2 separate regions of the Sus scrofa genome follow, and region 1 is linked to region 2. Evidence: chromatin contacts called from public Hi-C data. All regions are on one chromosome and are shown on one strand. The core of a region is the stretch at or near the end of the contact, and the rest is flanking DNA. Distances in the headings are between cores, read along the strand shown. Region 1 has its middle 30 kb from the start of MIR9849. Region 2 holds the start of ALDH9A1 (4-trimethylaminobutyraldehyde dehydrogenase).

Evidence for each region. A called contact is a pair of places that touch in the nucleus more often than the background predicts.
Region 1: a Hi-C map of skeletal muscle shows a contact between it and region 2, with 6 times the contacts expected there. The contact joins the enhancer-like site here to the promoter of ALDH9A1 in region 2. A contact is called at or near these places in 2 of 5 promoter capture datasets (fetal liver and liver) and 5 of 47 Hi-C or Micro-C datasets (mesenteric adipose tissue, omental adipose tissue, skeletal muscle and 2 more).

What each region holds. Positions count from the first base shown.
Region 1 is chr4:85,362,980-85,366,524 of Sscrofa11.1, reverse strand. No RefSeq gene overlaps it. Among named protein-coding and RNA genes, the nearest start is that of MIR9849, 30 kb to the right of the region's middle. Within about 2 kb of position 1,459, at least 19 of the 83 cell types and tissues checked have an H3K27ac peak or open chromatin away from gene starts, as enhancers often do. A contact at or near this core is called in skeletal muscle and subcutaneous adipose tissue, where this site is marked.
Region 2 is chr4:85,028,339-85,031,858 of Sscrofa11.1, reverse strand. It overlaps ALDH9A1 (4-trimethylaminobutyraldehyde dehydrogenase), which reads right to left and starts at 1,945. Exons shown (of 11, transcript XM_021089487.1): 1 at 1,789-1,945. The coding sequence starts at 1,852.

The DNA.
Region 1 (3,545 bases), core at 210-2,709, 340 kb before region 2:
AGCCACAGCAATGACAGATCTGAGCCGTATCTGCAACCTACACCACAGTTCATGGCAACGCCAGATCCTTTAACCCACTGAGGGAGGCCAGGGTTCAAACCCGCAACCTCATGTTTCCTAGTCAGATCATTTCCACTGCGCCATGATGGGAACTCCCCTTTAGGTACATTTTTTAAATGGACAAAACAATACTACATAATTCCCACAGATGTCATATGTAGATACAACAAATGGAAAGTGGATTTTTGAAAACTTACCAGAAATACATAAGAAAAGGGTGCCTTTGGGAGGATTTTGATCTTAGCAGATAAAGGGGAAAAAGAAACAACAGAGGTGCCTTGAGTGGTCTTCTTTGCCATCAGCTGAGAAAGATAAACTCGATTCAGTCCACTGGGGTTAGAAACCAGCTGTAAAGCTCTATCCTTTGATAGAACATTAAAACCATAGCAGGTGCAGGTGTTCAATGTAACAATTTTTTAATCTTGTAACAATGTAACAATGTTTTATCCTTTCTATAGAATAAGATTTTTCAGAGTTTTTTTATGGAATCAGTGATAAGAGCCCCTGCTTCTTCATAAGATCATGAAATAGAATATCCATTTCTAAAGGCATTGATTCAGTGAGGTAGAAGGAAGCTTAGGGATCATCTAGTTAGAATCTTTGACTTTGCCGAGGAGGGATCTGAGGTCCTGAGGGGACAAGTGAGTGCCAAGGTCAGACAAGGAGCCTGTTGCCTGACCATAAGGGGACCTCGATCCGACTCCTAAGCCTCTGCTCTTTCCAACAGGTACCCTGACCTTCGCACTGCCTCCTCCAAGCACTTCATATTGCTCTGAAGGCCCATAACCGGCTCTGTGCATTTGGGAAGGGCTGCACTTCTACACTCTACACTGCAACCAGCTCACAGCCTTTACAGAACAGACCTGAAAACACAGTCCCATTGAAAACTCACATTCAGTTACTCTCAGAATGCAATTGCCAGTGTTGCTGTGGGAATGTCCAGTTGATACACTGAATAGTAACTGGCTTTTCACCAGCCCTGATGTGGCCTTGTCCTTGGACTTCATGTATAATACTGGTAGTTTAGCAGTTACAGGTCTGTTCTCCCTTTACCAGAAGACAGTTCCTTCCTAGCCTAGGCCGGTTCCTAAGCTTTCTCCATGAGACTGTCCATTCTTTCTCCTTTGAGATTCTTTTTCTGAGCCCATTTACTCAGAAGCTAAACCTCCATTGACTGTCTGTTTGACCTTCTGAGTCCATTTGAGGTTCATTTTTCAAACTTTTTTTTCCATTAAAAAATACCCCCCTTCCCGGAAGCCGCTTTCCCTGGGAAGGTGGCTGTGATGCCCCGAACGGCCAGCAGAGGGCGCCCATGCCTAACAATCTTGGCACCAAGCGTCCAGCTGGGGCTGGGCGCCTAGCAAGTATCCCGCAGCTGCGCTGACCTCGAGGATCCTGCCCTGGGGGCCTGGACCGGGGCCAGCTCAGCGTGGTCGTAGATGGCTGTGTGCTCCAGCACGGTCACGGGAGACATGTCCATGGCGGGCGCGGGGGGGGGTTGTGGGGGGGGGTGAAAGCTGCTCTTCCCTGGCTGGGAAAGAGCTCGGTCTCTTCACAAGCTAGCAGAGGCTCCTTTCCCAGATCCGTCTTCCCTGCCTGCCTTGGGGAAAGGGGCGGGGGGGGGGGGGGAGTGTTTTCTATTCTACTCCCGGCTCAGTCCCTCCCAGGAACGCCCTAAATTAATCCTGTATAAAGGGCCCCAGCCTTTCTAGGGGGCGGGGCGGGGGGCAGGGCCGCGGAGAGAATTTTTGGTTTATTGCCCGAAGCCTTGAGATCACTTAGGCGAAGGATCCTCCAGGGCCTGAGCTCCACTGTTTTGAATTACATCAGTGGTGACAAATTAGCACTCACAGAGGGTATATTTGATTTTTTTTTTTTTTTTTTGGAAGCAGCCAAAAAATCATTCAGAGTCAAATCTATTAAATAAGAGATGAAATATAGCTAGAGGGTATGAAAGTACAGAGCCCAGGATGCAGTGTATAGTGGGTTCTGGGTAGAAGGAGTGATGTAAATCTGGATCTGCGGGTAGTTATTGCAGTTTTTGTTATTTAATGAGTTGTTGATATAGAACCACTAGACCATTTTTCTTAGGTGGCCTTAACCAGCTCTGAAGACAAATGTAAAAGAGAACAATCCAAAAAAAATACCATTGCAGCAAAAGTCTTGAGGATTCCAAAGGTAAATGTGATTTATTTGCCCAAGTTCCACATTTTTTTTAAAGAAAACCCTTCCTTATTATTTTATATTTGCTTATTGTAGATATCAGTCTCTTAATCTGTGCATATTTCTTGGGCATCAAATATAAAGGCAGTGCTGAAGATATAGGACCAGAGGTCCTGGAGTTCAGTGGCACTTGCTCTGCCTTGGCACTGAGGGTGGCTGAGGTCCTCATACTGCCCACCAAGGGGTCCTGGGACAAGTCAAGATCTCTAGAGTCTCAGTTTCTTCATCTTTAAAATGGAGATACCAATAGCTCCCTGCTTATTTCTCCAAGGCCGGGTTAGAGTCACAGATCTTTATGTGCTTTGTAAACTCCAAAGTGCTATAGATACATCATTTCTTGGTATTCTTGTGCTTTCTACTTTCTCAGGTACAAATTCCTTGAAGGTGAAGAACATGCCTCAATGTCTTTGGTCACTGCTTACTGTGCCCATGAAGAGTAACCCGGAAGACAGTGGGGATCTGATACCTTTTGCTAACAGTCTACCCAAGGCTGGTTTTCTGGTGCATGGCTCCTATGGGGAGGCTGCTGGGCTTGCTGTTCTACTTGCAAAGGGCTACCATCTATTGGGAATGAAGCCAAAGTTACCAATCCCATTTAAGCACATCTTATGAATGCCACCTTGTACTCTGCTCAGAGCTCTTGTGGATACACAGTTGAATCAGACATGATCTCTGCCCTCTAGGACTTTACAAGTCAAGTCAATAGTACATACAAATGGCCAATAAAACAAAGCACCATATTAGATGTACACAAAATGGAGGCACAAAATAACCACAAAATCACAAATATACAGAGACCAGGACAAGCTTCCTAGGGATGTAGCATTTGAGCTGGATGAGTAGGCCTTGGATGAGTGCAGCTGGTGCAGAAGTCAGGCCAGGAAGAGAGGACAGTCTGAGCAAAGACATTGCCAGCAGGTGGTTGAAGAAAGTTTACACTGGTGGGAGGGGAGCACTGTGGGATACATAAGAAAGAAAAAGCTGGCAAGTTTTGCTTTGGGGACTAGCCTGGGGGGAGCCTTGATTGTCCTGCTAAAAAGCCTGGTCATCTCAGAAGTGAAATGGAACTGTTACAGCTGATGTTCTCAGCTGAAGGGCTCAGATGGGCCATCTGGGTGGACCCTCAGAGTGAAGTGGGCATAGCATTGCCAAGGCAACCAAAGAAGGCAGCGTCAAGGTGGTGTGTGCCCCACTCAGGGCAATAGTACTTTGAAGGCTCTGAAGTCTGTGGGATGGAGACAGGAAAGGGCTTTCTTTTTCCT
Region 2 (3,520 bases), core at 696-3,195:
ACTGAGAGAGGCCAGGAATTGAACTGGAGTCCTTTTGGATACTAGTCGGGTTTGTTACCACTGAGCCACGATGGGAACTCCAAACTCTGATTTTAAATCACTGGTTTATGTTCTATACAAGTGATATAATACTACTGACACTTGACAAATATGGTTAATAAACAGAATATCAAGAAAAGATATTCCTAATAGAAGAAAACTCTCTCAAATACAGGGGAAAAAAGGTCTCTTCTTATTTCAATTGTATTCCCTATCCCGATTCGGGGCAAAATATGAAATGATCAGTTTTTCTAGACCCAAATCCCAAGGGTTGTGACTGACTCTACCAAAACGAATTCCCTAAGACGTCAAGTCAGCAGTTTCTTTTCCCCTCCCACAAGAAAACCTAGAACTCTGCTTTTTCCCAGAGATCTGACAAACCTGCAATTTGTTACAAATTTGAATAGCCAATTGGTAACGGCAGTGGCTAAAGATCTCACACAACTGTAGGGGATTAATATAAAGAGCAATTGTTCTTTCTTTTGCATCAACATGGAGGTGGGGGTCAAGAGGCTGTTTCCTCCTACCTAAAGGAGACCCTGATGATGTCTGCGACCCCTTCCTGCTGGCAAGTCAGCGCTCTGCGCTTCAGTGTAATTGGTCAAACCTAAATTCCCCAGGCCTTTGAAATCCAGTTTTAAATCTCTCTGGCTACATGCCATTCCGGTTTGCGCAAACATTTACATTTCTCTCCCCATAAATATTCCATAAAACCCAGCAAAACAAACACAAAACAAAACCTCTCATTTGCTTTGTGATCTGAGGCCTGGCACAGTGCTTGGCACACATTAATCACTGGATAGAAGCAAGATTTCGTCCCCTCTTCTCAGTTCCGATTTATGTTCAGAAACGTTTTAACACTAGGAGATGGCAACAAAGTCCTCAGTCTTGCTCATTAGAATCATTTGTGCGAGCACCTCCATTTTGGCACGTGTTTCTTTTCACCCCCGTCCTTCTAGAACTCCTCTACTAAGGGCACCGCGGAAGACAGAACTGCAGTCCCAGCTTTAAAGGGTAATAATTAACAAAGACACCACCTCACGCACCTTTGTGGGCTCTCTGTTCAGGCCGTTGTAAAATTACCCATGACCCCGCCGCGCAACTCACCAGCTTTTCCAGTTTCCTAGACTCCCTTCCTGTCCGGGTGCAGATGCACTCGTGTTTGCACAGCAGCGTTAGCTGCAGGCACACACATACAACTTTATACTCTACACCGTCAAGTGTCTGTGGTCAATAAACGTTTGCTGAACGCACCGAATGAAGGTTCAGGGCCTAGAACAGGCGCACCCCTCAGGCGGGGGAGCGTCAACCCCCGCCCGACCCTGCCCCTAACCCAGCCCGCATGGCGTCTGCAGCCTGGCCACCCAGGCCCTGGCAGCCTGATCTCCGTCCAGTTACCGGTTGCCGGCTCGAACGCCTTCTCGGTGCCGGAGGCGTCCACCGGATCCACGCGGGCCCCGCCGCGGTAATTAAGTGGCTGTGACACGATGAAGGTGCCAGTGCTCATCGCAGCGACCGGAGCAGGCCGGAGAGTGCGGAGAAGCGGAGAGAGAACGGCTAGGCCAGCTCGGAGAAACACGCGAGGGAGGCGTGGGCACCAGTTAAGGGGCCGAGGGGAGGGGCAGGGCTTTGGGGGCGGGACCGAGAGACGGAAGGGGCTAGGGGCGGGGCCGTGGGAGGGGCAGGCCGCTCGAGGGCAGAGCTCGCGGAGGGGGCTGAGGGGCGTGGCAGGGCTAGGACTAGAGTTACCCGGTCTCCTGGCAAGAGCCCGACCTTCCAGGGCGGAGTTTGGGAGGCTTTTGGGGACCTTCATTTGGGGCTCCTCCGTGGTGCAGGTCCGGTCCTCGCACAGCCGAAAGGATGCGTGACAACCAGAGCCTTACGCTCACTGACACATGCACAGACGCACGCGCGCTTTCTCTCCCTCGCTCACTTTCACTTTCTTCTTCCAGATCAGTATTTGGAACCAGAGTTTTCTGGTACATCACTGCATGTACTCATCCTTAAGATCCTACTCCTGATCCTTTCGACTAAAGAAAATGAAGAATTGGCGTGCTAGGAATTTTACTTTGGTTACTTCACTCTTAAGCCGCCATTTCTTTATATACATAATAGGACTTTTTAAAAGTTATTGTGAAAATGCAAACGAAGCATTCATTCAGGTTCCCTGCCTGGAATGTACATGATGTTCAGTAAATGATCTGAGCACTTATTATTTGCTAAGCATCGCTCTAAGGCTCCTTATGAATGTATTAAAATTACTTAATATTGTCTCTTTTTTTGTTGTTTTGTCTTTTGCCTTTTTGAGGGCAGCACCCACGGCATATGGAAGTTCCCAGGCTAGGGGTCTAAACGGAGCTGTTGCTGCTGGCCTACGCCAGAGCCACAGCAACATCTGATCCCAGCCGCACCTGCAAACCACACCACAGCTCACGGCAACACCGGATCCTTAACCCACTGAGCGAGGCCAGGGATGAACCCACAACCTTAAGGTTCCTAGTCAGATTCATTTAGGCTGAGCCTGTATGGGAACTCCTAAGTCTTTTTTTTTAAAAAGTTATGGTAAAGACCAAGGGAAGGACTGTCAAAGAAACATACAATATTGTCGTGTGAAACTGCTTTTTAAATTCTAAAAGAGCTGTGTGAATGCTATCGATGACAAATAGCACAAACAAAAACATAATAGTTTATAAAAACCAAAGGCCTCATGAGAAGGTATGAGGAAAAAAGACACTCTGTACAGCCACTTGGAGGGACTCGCAAGATCGTGTCAGCTAAGGGAGCTTACACAAAAGCAATCCTGTTCTTTCTTCAGACTGCACTCCCATGCATATGCTGCAAAGACTTCATGAACAGAAATTAATTGGCCATTTTTACATTCCATGATTTCCTGCAGGCATGTTTCTCTCCTAGGGGCTGCAGTCTTTCTCAATGTTCTTTTCTTTTCCTTTTATTTCCAACATGATATTAGGGAGGGTGATTTTCAGGTTTAAAATAGAAATAAATGACACTGGTCAGCTTTTCCAGAACCCTATGCCAATTTGTTAACCCTCTCAATGCTATGAGATTTGTAGGCCTTTGTCCTGTTGGGGAGATGGCTCAGATCTTCAGTGTCAGAAAATGAGACACGTGAACACGGGGAGATCTAGACAAGGTTCTCTACTTCTGCAGAAGGGTGCGGGTACTCAAAAAGCAGGGGCAAAGAGGAAAAGACCCTCCCTATTTATCCCTATCACAGGTGATGTATCTGTCCCCTTCCCATTGGTCAGGTCAGGGTGCACATTCTTCTCCATTGGCTAACCTGAAACAATTGTTCCTGGGAGAGGAGGGAAAGAGGAGGGGGGTGTCCCAGGAAGGCGTTTCAGCCAAAACCCCCAGCAAAATGGAGTAACCAAGATTTCCTTTGATAGAAAAGACATTATGTTACTTTCTACAGTCCTCAAATGGAAAGAGCATTATTCAAATTTAAAACAACCTGGGA